Linked DNA regions of Pan troglodytes: all the other regions are linked to region 3. Evidence: chromatin contacts called from public Hi-C data. All regions are on one chromosome and are shown on one strand. The core of a region is the stretch at or near the end of the contact, and the rest is flanking DNA. Distances in the headings are between cores, read along the strand shown.

The links. Hi-C and Micro-C count contacts between places; a contact is called where the count stands out from the background.
Region 1: a Hi-C map of induced pluripotent stem cells shows a contact between it and region 3, with 3 times the contacts expected there. The contact joins two enhancer-like sites. A contact is called at or near these places in 6 of 7 Hi-C or Micro-C datasets (blood, induced pluripotent stem cells, a lymphoblastoid cell line and 2 more).
Region 2: a Hi-C map of blood shows a contact between it and region 3, with 3 times the contacts expected there. The contact joins two enhancer-like sites. A contact is called at or near these places in 1 of 7 Hi-C or Micro-C datasets (blood) and 1 of 1 datasets of contacts at active chromatin or transcription factors (stem cell-derived excitatory neurons).

Annotation. Positions count from the first base shown.
Region 1 is chr6:27,324,145-27,328,650 of NHGRI_mPanTro3-v2.0_pri, reverse strand. The region is part of intron 5 of SP4 (Sp4 transcription factor); the gene reads right to left. Among named protein-coding and RNA genes, the nearest start is that of MIR1183, 33 kb to the right of the region's middle. Within about 2 kb of position 1,515, at least 1 of the 24 cell types and tissues checked has an H3K27ac peak or open chromatin away from gene starts, as enhancers often do. A contact at or near this core is called in induced pluripotent stem cells, where this site is marked.
Region 2 is chr6:27,233,269-27,237,452 of NHGRI_mPanTro3-v2.0_pri, reverse strand. No RefSeq gene overlaps it. Among named protein-coding and RNA genes, the nearest start is that of SP4, 15 kb to the left of the region's middle. Within about 2 kb of position 2,057, at least 2 of the 24 cell types and tissues checked have an H3K27ac peak or open chromatin away from gene starts, as enhancers often do.
Region 3 is chr6:27,084,175-27,088,475 of NHGRI_mPanTro3-v2.0_pri, reverse strand. No RefSeq gene overlaps it. Among named protein-coding and RNA genes, the nearest start is that of SP4, 160 kb to the left of the region's middle. Within about 2 kb of position 2,040, at least 3 of the 24 cell types and tissues checked have an H3K27ac peak or open chromatin away from gene starts, as enhancers often do. A contact at or near this core is called in induced pluripotent stem cells, where this site is marked.

The sequences.
Region 1 (4,506 bases), core at 266-2,765, 240 kb before region 3:
CCCTCTTTAGTAAGATACCCTATGAACGTAAGTGGTTCAATGTGGTGGATCCAAAAGATGCATTCTGGGCATGTCCCCTAGACTTTAGGATTAGGGAACCTCTTTGCCTTTGAATGGGAAGATGCTATAACTAGGAGAAAACAACAGTACCCCTGGACTGTGCTGCCACAAGGTTTCACAGAAGCCCCAAACGTATTTGGTCAAATCTTAGAAAAAGTCCTGGAGGAATTTCAACCTTCCAGGGGAACCCAGTTGTTACAATACATAGATAATCTTTTAATTTCTGGGGAGAGGAGGGCCGAGGTATCAGAAACCACCACAAGCTTAATTTCCTAGGAGAAAGGGGATTGCGAGTATCTAAGAACAAACTGCAGTTTGCAGAAAAAGAAGTTAAATATTTAGGACACCTGATTAGTGAAGGGATGTGAAGAATAAACCCAGAGAGAATACTGGGAATAGTGGGTCTGCCTTTGCCTAAGACAAAAAGAGAACTCCAAAAATTTTTAGATTTAACTGGCTACTATAGGTTATGGATTGACTCATATGATCAAAAGACAAAGACTCTATATATCAAGTTACTAGAAGAAGAACCCAATCCCTTGCAATTGTCCTCAAAGGAAATTCAGGTGGTAAAAGAGCTAAAGCAGGCCCTCATTACAGCCGCGGTCCTGGTCCTCTCATCTTTAGAGAAACCATTCCATCTGTTGGTAACAGTGGATCACCCTTGGGGTGCTCACTCAAACCTGGGGAGGGAAGAGGGAATCTGTTGCTTTTGCCTTCAAGCTTCTCTATCCTGTCTCTCAGGGGTGGCCCAAATATGTGCAAGCAGTGCTGCCACAGCCCTGCTGGTAGGAGAGTAGAAAGCTAACCTTTGTTGGGGCCCTAATAGTAAGCGCCCCACACCAGGTCAGGAATATATTAAACCAAAAGCCGGGAGATAGTTTGAACACATTCTTCATAAAATATGAAGCCATATAATTAAGAAAAAAAATTATTTGCTTGTAACAACAAATATTTGCCTAAATGCAGCCAGTTTCCTATGGAAAGGAGAGGAGATCAAAGACATCAGACCAGAACTGCTTAGATATCATAGAATAACAAACCAAAGTAGGACCAAACCTTAGGGAAGCTCCACTACATGATGGGATAAGGCTCTTTGTGGATGAGTTGTGACGAACGAGAGACGGCAATGCTGTCACTGATGGAGATAAACACTCCCTATGTGAGAAAGGTAGATTACCTAATGGCTGGTCAGCCCAAATCTGTAAATTATATGGTCTTAACCCGGCCATAAAGCTCCTTAAGGCCAAAGAAGGCACTATATATACTGATTCTAAATATGCTTAATGGGTTAGAACACACTTTAAAAAAAATCTGGACAGAGCAGGGTCTAATAAATAGCAGGGGAAAATAATTGGTACCTGGGTAACTGGTCAAACAGGTTTTAGAAAGCCTCCTGCTTCCAGCAGAGGTAGCCATAGTTCATGTAAATGGTCATCTGAAAGGGAACACTATAGAAGCTACAGGAAACAGGCTTGCAGATGAAGCTGCTAAGCAAGCCTCCCTGGACGAAGAAATTAGACTATGTAGTCTGCTCCCAAACATCCCTAAGCCAGTATTAAGGCCCCAGTTTACCAGAGAGGAGGAGGAAGAATTAGACAGGACAGGGGTCACTCAGACTGAAGATGGCAAATGGGTACTTCCTGAAATAAGTAAACCCCTAATGAGAAAACTAGTATCTACATTACACAAATGGAGTCAATGGGGACCCCAGGCTTTGTGTGATACAATACTTAGGAATTATGGGTGTATAGGGATTTATACCCTTGCTAAACAAGCATGTGGAAATTGTGTTAACTTGTCAAAAGATAAACAAAAAGGTGATTAGAAAACAGGAAGACCTCCGGAGTAAGACCACTTCAAAGCATTCAAGTAGATTTCACAGAAATGCCCAAAGTAGGAAGACTGAAGTATTTACTGGTGATGGTAGATTACCTTTCAGGCTGGGTAGAAGCCTTTCCCCTTCCAACAGCCACTGCTGGGAATGTGGTCAAAATAATATTAAAACAGATTTACCTAGCTTTGGACTGATGGAAAATATTAATTCAGACAATGGAAGCCACTTTACCTCAAGGGTGTTAACGTGAATTATGGAAGGTTTACAAATTAAATGGGATTATCTCACCCCTTGGCATCTCCCTTCCTCTGGAAAGGTAGAAAGAATGAATCAAACTCTCACAAAGCATATCACCAAACTAATCTTAAAAACTAAAATGCCTTGAACCAAATGTCCCCCAATAGCATTCCTTAGATTAGAACAAGCCCCAATAAAAGACTTGGGATTGCCCCTCTACGAGTCATTATATGGGCTCCTATATTTGTGCAGAGCTACAGATCTTCCGGCTATGGAAACCAAGGATCAATTTTTAAAGAAATTATATAGTGGCCATATACTCCACCCTGTCATCCCTTAGGTTAAAACGACTTCTAACTCAAACTTCACCTCTTGAGTTCATGGCTCACCACTTTCAGCCTGGTAACTTGGTGCTGATTAAGACTTGGAAAGAAGACAAGCTCCACCCAAGCTGGGAAGGTCCCTATCAAGTGCTCCTGACCACTGAGACAGCCATGCGAACAGCTGCATGAGGTGGACTCACTATACTCGAGTCAAGGGACTGGTAAAGGAGACCCTGGAAAGGAGGGGAAAAGACGAGTGGAAAGTGCATGGGTCACCTAAGGAACCCTTAAAGTTAACTCTGAGAAAAATCTAAAAAGAAAACATGGGCTGGCCCCAGTTCTGGAAGACTCTTGGTTATATGGGTTAGGGGCAGACATCACAGGGAAAGACCCCGTAGGGCAATTTATTCTCAAACTCATCAAAAACTCAACCCCACAAGTGTCTGGTACTGCTCCAAGCCCAGGCCCTAGTAAACACTTTAGTCCACCAAATAATGATCCTAAAAGGCTAAAAATAATTGAGGTAAAGGATGTAAAGCAAACCTTAAAAACTGAGGGTATGGGGATGTGAATGCCTGGGTTGAGTGGGTCACATTTTTGGTACAAGCCCTCAACAAGAGTAACTACTATGCATGTGCTGCGGGAGGACCTCAGGCATGGGTGGTTCCATTTCCCCTAGGATGGAATACTGATCCTGAAGTAATGTGTTGCATGTTGGCTCTATACCGAGACAAGGATGCATGGGAAAATGAGACTTGTAAGAGTCTGTCATTGCTCTTTCCCGCATTGTGGAGAGGGGTCAGAACCCCTCATTCTCTACAGGGAATATGAACTACTCCTCTTGCCTCTCCAGGCAGGGGGCAGAATTCAATAAGCCCATGGGAGAACTCTCAACTTGTACCCACATCCTAAGCATCACAGGTTGAGTCAGGCAATGGCAATTACTCAGCTCTCCATACACCACGGCTGATGTCTGGTGGTACTGTGGGAAAAAAGGATGATAAGTTGTTACCATCCAATCGGACTGGGACTTGTGCTTTAGTCCAGTTGGCCATTCCCTTCATCCTGGTATTCCATAAGATACCCGAAAATACACACGGCTACCAAAACCAGAGAGATTTGACGTATCTTTTGATCCCAATATATATGTTAACTCTATAGGAGTTCCCGGAGGGGGGGGGGTGCCTAATGAATTTAAGGCCCGAAACCAAATAGCAGCTCGGTTTAAGTCAGCACTCTTCTGGTGGTCAACTATTAAGAATGTGGACTAGATTAACTACATCTATTATAATCAACAGAGATTCATCAATTATACTCGGGACATCCTCAAAGGGGTGGCTAGCCAGTTAAATGCCACCAGCCAAATGGCCTGGGAAAACAGGCTTGCGCTAGACATGATACTAGCAGAAAAAGGGGGCGTATGTGTTATGCTGGGTGGGAAATGTTGTACTTTCATTCCCAACAATACTGCCCCAGATGGGACCATCAGAAAAGCTTTACGAAGACCAACAACTCTGGCCAATGAACTGGCAGAAAATGCTGGAATTGATGACCCATTTATGGGTTGGCTAAAAGATTGGTTTGGAAAATGGAAAGACATGGTAGCCCTCAATCCTTACATCTCTCATAATTGTGGCAGAAGTCTTAACAGCAGTGGGATTTTTGTATTATCCCTTGTGTGGGGGGACTAGCACAGAGATTAAAACAGCTATTAATAAACAAATGCCCATGACTTAACCAGCAAAATAACCTGGTACTATTAGAAACAAAATTAAACTCAATCTCCTATGGAGAAAGTAAAAGACTTCTAGAGCAATTCAAGGACAAAAAGGATTTAGATGAAAATGAGACCGAAGGAAGTAAACAGAAAAGGGGAGGGACTTTGTGAGAAAATGTTTTAAATGATCTATTTTCAAGGCATGATAAATCTAAATACTGGCAACCAGCCTGCGGATGTAACAAACTGCACGGCTCACGTACCTAGAAGGTCACAATGAGCAAACAGAATGTAGAGAAGGGGTCAGCCCATAAAAGCGAAGAAAGTTTCAC
Region 2 (4,184 bases), core at 808-3,307, 150 kb before region 3:
AACTCCTCAGTCCAGCAGAGATGGTATCACTTGGGAGCTTGTTAGAAATCCAGAATCTCAGCCCCACCCATGTGTTTTAACAAAATTTCCAGGTGATTCGACACACAGCAAAGTTTGAGAAGTGCTAAACTAAACAACAACGTCCATGGCTCCCCCCCGCCCACAAACTTCCGCAGTGCTCTGCAGTTCTGAGGATCCCTCCCTTGGGTTCTTGGAATGCATTTTCTTTTTTATTTTTTTGAGACTCTGTCGCCAGGCTGGAGTGCAGTTGCGCGATCTCGGCTCACTGCAACCTCCGCCTCCCGGGTTCAAGCGATTCTCCTGCCTCAGCTTCGTGAGTAGCTGGGACTACATACACGCGCCACCACGCCCAGCTCATTTTTTTTACTTTAGTAGAGATGGGGTTTCGCCATGTTGGCCAGGATTGTCTTGATCTCCTGACCTCATGATCCGCCCACCTCGGCCTCCCCAAGTGCTGGGATTACAGGCATGAGCCACCATGCCCAGCCTGAATGCATTTTCTTTTATAAGGTCAGAAAGGTAAGAAGGAGTGAGGGGCTGGCCTTCTTTTCCTAAGAGAAGGCCCAATCTGCCTGATTCTTATTGAGCTTTCATTCTATGGGTTCTCTTCCTTTCATGCAACTCATGAGACAAGGTAGTTCAAACTTGAGGGCAAGTTATACTTTGCAGAAGGTCCAGGCATCTCTCTGGCTACCACATTCCCTTCTAAGAGGTGGAAGAGGAACGATGGGGCCAAGGGTTGGCTCCTACTCCAGAGAGAGGCCCAGGTTCTCTAAACCAATTCTCTTTATTTTTCTCTCTCTTCCCCCCTCTTCATCATCATCATTTTTCTTTTCCTCTCTCTATCAGCTGGACAAAATAAGCCAGGGAGCAAATTCATTGGGAATGACTCCTACCCTAGGAAGACCTAGATGACAGGCTCAACCAGTGTTGGAGCTCACTCACTCTCTTATCTTTTTCAAGCTAATCAGTATGTTCCAGATCCACCTTTCCTAACCTTGGCTGTGGCCTTGAGGAAAAGGGGAAAGAGGAAGAGAAACCTATTAGGCGTGTATTATTTTTAAACCTCCAGACTAAACAAAATGAATCCTCTATTTGTCATAGCACAGCTTCTCAGGATGCACTGACATTTGGGAAGGCTCATTTAGTACAAAAAGACATGCCTTTGCTGCCAGTGACTATGTGTATGTTAATTACAAATACTTAGCACTTACTGTGTTATATATAAGCACTTTACATGTATTGACTGATTTAATCCCCCGTTAGCTCTAAAAGTTAGGTGTTATAGTTGTTCTCATTTTACAGATGTGAAAATAGAGGCACTCAGCGTTTTAATAATTTGCAAGCTTACCCAGAAAATAAATGGTAGGGAGTGGGGATTTGAACCCAAGTGCCTGGTGCCAGAAACCTTGCTCTTAACCTGCCTCTGACACTTGTCTCCAAGGAACCCTGCAAAGAGAGTTGTTTGGTTGGCATGTTCCTGCTCCTCCAGCCAGTTACCATCCTAATCGCATTACCATTCCCTACGGAGCTCCTTTGTCAAAGCACAGCCACAGATTTTAAATCATGAAGGATGTGTCTGACTTTGGTGAATGCGGCTGTTTGTTTAGTAGACCAACCAGATTTACAGATGAGAAAAGGAAGCATATCATAGGCTCAGAAAGACTTCCCACAGCACCAATAGTTTTTTTTTTTTTAACAACAACAACAAGAAGAAGAAAACCCTCAACAACGATAAAACATAAAAAAGAAAAGAAATATGAAGGCCGCATAAGATAATTAGGGTAATTCAACCAAAGAGAGACAAAGAGTTACTCTTTTCCTAAAGCGAATTTTCTAAGGGTAAGATTTTCAAAACTGAACCAATTAAATGTATTTCCTGTTCTCACCCACAGCTCCTTGCTTTGGGTAAGCAAGTATGCTGTTTACAAAGTACTTTCACAGATGTTTACTCTCTGATCTTCACAGCACCCCAAAGAGGTTGAGTATCTTGCCTAAAATAACACAAACTAAGTGGCAGAGTTTAGACTGCAGCCTGGTGTTCTGAGGTAGAGAGGCAGCTTCACTGCCTGCTCTCTGTTCTTTAGTGATAAAAGAAGAGTGGAAAGACATGTGAATCTCATACTTTAAATTTGGAAATTTCCAGTCACACAGAAATAACAGCTAGCAAGTTATCAAGGGCTTCACCATTCACCAGATGCTGACCTAAGAATGTCACATGGTGTAATTTGTTTAACCCCCAAAATAGATCAGTGAAAAGCCTGTTATAATCCACATCTTGCAGATGAAGAAACTGAGGTATGGAAAAGTTAAATGACTTGCCCAGGCTCATCCTTCTAGCAAATGGCAGAGCTAAGACTCCAACCAGGACACCTGTTTCCAGAGCTGTTCGCTTATTACCAAGCTCTCCCATCTCTGCTGAAAAATTAAGATCAAATTGACAAGAGAACTCAACAGCATTAGTCCTCAGAAACATCTGTGATGGAAAAGGGAGAGTACACAACATGTTTGTAGTGGGAAGAAATATTATTACAGTACTCGCATGTTAAATAATCATTTGAAAGTAAACAGGATTATCAGTTAGGTGTCAGCATGGAATATTAATGATTAATAAAGTGTATCAACTTATATAATCTGTATATCTTCCTGTGTAAGGAGCTGTGTGGAGTGATGGGGGCTCCACAGACAAGCAAAAGGTGCTCCTGGCTTCAAGAAGCCCACAGGGAAGCTGGAGAGATGACAAACCATCATCACAGGAGAAGTTATACAACCCAGAAACCATAAATAAAAGTTCAATTGAAGCCATAATTGAAGAGATGTCACAAGGCAGTAGGTGATTAATTGCAAAATGAATTCTCCAGTCAATAACTGTAATGGGAGTTTAAGGCAAGGAGCAATCCCTCCAGGCTGGGGCTGTGAGGGAAAACTTTGTCAGGGAGCTTGAGCTTGAATTGGATCTTGAAGGATGCCCAAAATATGAATAGCTGTAGGGTGGGAGGGGAAGGGAATTCCAGACAGAGCAGAGGTGTAGAAGCAGGAAAATACGGGGAAAGCACATTTGAGGTGGGAAAAAAAAACAGGAGGCCTGGCTGGACCTGACATAACTCCAGGGCCAACCCCTCAACCCTTGGAGCTGCTGCTGTGGAAAACACTTCATAAGGCACCCTGGTACTATCCAATCTCGAACCATCCACCTGCTGTCTGCCTGCCTTCCTACTTCTAGGCCAGGGAGCCCTTGGTAACACATGCAACCACAAGATGGGCAAATCCTTCCAAAAATCTTGTGTTCTTCCCACACTCATGTCTGTTTCTGTTTCTCATGTGAATTCCTTGAGAAGTACAATCTATCCAGGCAGCCTGTTAGGAGTATATCTTTTGGAAAGCCAGAAAATTTTACCATACTTCCCATCCCTGTCTTTATTCTTGGAGACTTTCTTAAAAGCAAGTTCCTCCTGTTACAGTAGGTAGCTAGTCAGACATGAGCAGGGCAGGACAGAGCACACCCTCCTGCCTCCACCAAGAGGCAGGCTCCACCAAGATGTCTGGTTGGACAGCCATCAGGTGATGGTCAAGCCGTTGTTAAACTGTTTCTCTAAAATAATAATTGGTCACAGCTGGCACCAGGGAAAGGCAGTCTCCCATTATCTAGAAACACCTGAAACTGGTGATTAGCAGCTTCCCGATAAGATCTCAGGAGGTGGGTGAGTGGACTCAACCATGCCCACAAAGAGGCAAAATGGCAGAGTTTAACTGTTATATCACCTTCCTCTAGGAGCACTGCACTGGTAAGGAAAGAACGCCTCGAGTGAGCATGCGTGCAACCTCAGTAAACGTACTGCGCATGCGGCCCCTCCCAGGTGCTGGCCGACCACTATGCATATGGACAGCCCACCCCAAGGGAACGATCGGGGGAGGAGGATGCCGTCGAATAAACCCCAAGTCAGAGGTCAAACCACGCACTTGATCTCTCAAGTCACCTGCTTGGTCCTCTTCCAAGTGTACTTTACTTCCCTTTGTTCCTGCTCTAAACCTTTTAATAAATTTTTGCTTCTGCTCTAAAACTTGCCTGGGTCTCTCACTTTGCCTTACGCCCCTGGATTGAATTCTTCTTTCTTCTGAGAAGGCTGCAGACCTGTGTGGATTAGCCGCTGCTAACATCCACT
Region 3 (4,301 bases), core at 791-3,290:
CACCCGCCTCGGCCTCCCAAGGTGCTGGGATTACAGGCGTGAGCCACCATGCCCAGCTAGTCATCAATCAATTTGGGATGAATTATCTTCATATTATTTGGGCTTTTATGGAGACAAATATTTTTAAATCTTCAGAGAAATATTTGTAATTTATTTCTTATGATTTATGCACATTTTCTTTAGCATTTATTCCAGGTGTGTTTTTACACATTGCTATGATTATAAGCATAAGTAATCTTAGCTTTTCTATTTTTAACATTTTTATATTTATTTAAAATAGTGGTTGACTGTGCAGATTCATCTATCACTTTTAGTGAAATTCGTAATGATTATGAGAGATTTTTATGGGCTTTCTAAGTATATAATTTTGTTGATGAAAAATAATGATAATTCCCCTCCTTCCAATGTTTATTCCTCTTATTTCTAATCTTATTTTGAGAACTAGCCAGAATATTCTGAAAACTGTTATTTAATATTTATGATGGGACAATCTTTTCTTTATCTTTTTGAATTTTAATGGAAATGCCTTTGGTGTTTCACCATCAGACATGATGTTGGCTCTTGGCTAAAGAGAGATATACTTATTAAGAAATTAGTCCTTTTTGGCCAAAATTTTAAAGAATTTTAAAATATTAGTCAACATTGAGTGTAGAATTTTAAGCTACTCTTTAAAGCAACCAAAATAGGTTTGAAATATATTTTAATATAACTTGAATGTGTCCAATTAAATTAAAACCCTTTTATAAGTAGTACACAGTTTAATTTTCTATAACACGTAGAAAATTTATAATAAACTGCAATGTGCAGGTACTACAGGAAGTTTTCACTCCTACTCTTTTATTTAAGCTTAAGTAATAACTCAAATTCATGCTTTTTAATATTATGCTTATTCGATTAGTTTTCAATTTCTGTCACAATTTTTTTCCCTGTATGTTACAATACATCACAGTTGATTAATGCAGAAAGCTCTGACAGATATTTTAGTGGGTTGATTTGTACCTCTTAATGTTTGAAATTTATATATTTGGTTGACAGCCTGGCTAAGGCAATAAAATACTGAGAAGTAAAAATACAAGCTCATTCTTAGTTAACATATGTTTTCTGTATCAGCATCATAAAATTCCACATTTGCAAATTTTGTTCATATGCTGAAGTTTTATAGAAAGTAACAAATTGTTGTCATATGGATTTCTCTGAGTTAAAAAGTGACACTGTAAAGACCTAGTTTTCTGCACAGCAGTATACAAATTTGGCTAAACAGTTTTCTTACAATTATGTAAAAATAACAAACTAGGCTTAGAGGGAAACAGACTGAAAGGAAATGTACCAAAATGTGTTTCCTTTCCCTCATGTCTCAGCCTAGGGGTACTATCCTCCCGGCAGTCTCTGTTGACGCTCTAACTGGATTGGGCGCCCCTCCTATGTGCTTCTGGCCCCTTCTTCCTCTGTCACACTGTGCTAGTGGTGCATGGCAGGTCATCTCCCCCAGGTACTGTCAGTTCTAGGAGTGAAGGGACTGCTTTGTGCATGTCCTCATCATCTGTCTATTGCTCAGATAATATCTGCATGGGGAATAGATTCATGAATGAATGAATGTGTGGATGTTTGGGTGTTACACTATGGACATTCACAAAACATTAATAGCTCAAAATTTGTGTTTCTATTTTCCAAATTCCCTTTAACATACACATTTTACAATGTTTGGTTTTCATGTGAACGAGAACGTCAAAGGCAAGCATCAGAATAGCAGAATATGTTGAAAAGAGACTTGTTTTTTTCTTTCTGAGATGCCATTTTTATCCCAGTACCACCAGCCATGAGGGTGGTATATTGAGTATTTCCTGCTTTCTGCTCTGGTGGGACCACACTGCCTGGCCCTCTTGTGGTGGGGTAGGATAAGGCCATGTTACTTGTTCTTACAAGAGAGATGCAGGAGGTAATAATAGCACATGTCACTTCCAGGTCAAAGTATTGCTGGTGTGAGCCCCTCCAGAGTTTACTTCCCCTTAGCCACAGTGACCAGAATATTCCAGATATTGCTGTCAGCCAGGTCTCAGCGTGAGAACCACATGAATGAGAGTTCCCTGTCAAATGGAGATGGATGTGTTCTGTGAGCGAGCAGTTAACCTTTGTAATGTAAAGTCACTGAGATCTGGGGAGTGCCTGTTACTGAATGATAAGTTAGCTTTTCCCAGTTGGTACTGTGTGGCAAATTTTCTTCCTTATGCCTTATTCAGAGATAGTCGCTGAGTTCTACAAACTAGTAAACTAAGCACAGAAAAATTAACTCTCTCTCTAAAGATGGAATACAATAGAAATGCTGAAAGATTAAAAAAGGAAGTACTTCTGCTTTGCAACCCCAGTACCAAGTTGGAATGCCTTGTAGGCTTATGTCCTGAGGCTTTCATTTTTCTTTCCCTCCGAGCCAGTTAGACCAACGATCTTACCTAATTGGTTAGTAATTACATGCAGTTCTTGACTGTGACATTTGGGGTCTTTTGAACATTTTCTATTTAAGTCCAGTGGTTGCAATATCGGAAAAAACAAAAAACAAAAACAGAATGTGGCCAATCATATTACCTCAGGGTTTGTTTTTTTTTTTTAGCCCTAAATGTCAGTAGCTAGATTGATACATATCACTTTCTGAAGTACAGGCTGTAAATCTAGGAGTTATAAATGTCAGTTTTGATGTGTGTTTTAGTGGCTTCAAACATCCCCAGTGGAGGAAACAAGCAGGCTGTTACTATGGAAGTTCCTTGTATTACACAGGGACCTACCAGGACTGGCAGTAATTGGTAACACTTGGAAAATCTATGGGGAAAGCAGTTCCCAGATCACTGAAAAAATCCTGGGCTTAAAATCAGAAGATCTGGGTCTGAGGATCAGCTATTTCATTCTGTGTGTTACGCTACTGTATGAGCAACTTTGAGAGCTTGGGGAAATCTCTTTACCTACACCTCAGCTGCCTCATCTGTTAAATAGCAGGCAAAAGGCGTTCTCATGAAAAGTGCATGAGATGATGTGAAAACTCAGAACTACCTAGGCTCAAAGGAATTAACTTCACTCCTAAGGTTGGGTCCATGGATCATGTACCTGATCAGGAATGATAGCAGATGTAGATGCTACAGATAGACCTCTTGGCTAAATCATGACTAAAAAATCCCAAAGGGTGAATATCAAACAGGGGCCATTTTTCATTTTTGGTGTTGGTTCAGGGATCTCTCTCAAAAATAAATGGCGGCCAGACATAATGGCTGACGCCTGTAATCTCAGCATTTTGGGAGGCCAAGGTGGGAGGATTGCTTGAGCCTAGGAGTTTGAGACCAGCTTGGGCAACACAGAGAAACCTCATCTCTATTTCAAAAAAAAAAAAAAAAATTAGGTAGGCGTGGTGGCATACACCTGTAGTCTCAGCTATCTGGGAGGCTGAGGTAGGAGCATCACCTGAGCCCAGGGAGGTTGAGGCTGCAGTGAGCCATGATCTTGCCACTGCACTCCAGCCTGGGGGACAGAGTAAGACCTTGTATCAAAATAAAATAAAATAAAAGGAAAGGAAACTGTCCATCACATAAGTGGCTTACACATCGGTATATGTGGCCATGCCTCAGCCCATGTGCTCTAGTGATTTCTGCCACTCTGGGCAATAAGGGCAAATTTGCATCCATGCCTTTGGTCTTTGAGGGGGAATGGCTCACAGTCTTCCTGGTTTGGGAACCTGCAGATAATAAGGAGGCCTGCCCACCACAGAAGCATTTGCACAGTGTGAATGCCTGGAAGCATGGTGCTAATGTTTTAGCCAATTCCTCTGGCTCTTCCTGACCATTCCATGCTTGGAATCTCATCAGTCAGCTCTCATCTCAAATTCTGACATTCACTAAGTTGGGCCAACTAAGAGGGGTGCTTAAATTTGAAGCAGAAATCATTTTGAGGAATAAATTTGGAATTAGCATCTTGGTACAGGCTCCAATTAAACAGTCCCTGAGCACAAGTGATGGAGCATGAGTCTAGAGTATGTTTTTCAAATCTTCATAATTTAGTATTTATAGGTATTCCTAGAGATTTTGTAGGAAAAAGAAGACTGACCAGAAAGGGGTTATAGTTTGCTTTGCCCTCTGTTAGACTTCCTTCTCTCAGGGCTTTATTTTATTGGGTTGCAAAAAATCTGTCCCAATAAATATTTGTTTGATCTTTTAAATTTGCTTTCCAAAAATTTCCATTCAAATATAACCAAGAAAAAGATTCATTTAGGGTTTTCTTCATATGTGTGTATCAAGATAAAGATAATATAACCTGGAATCCTC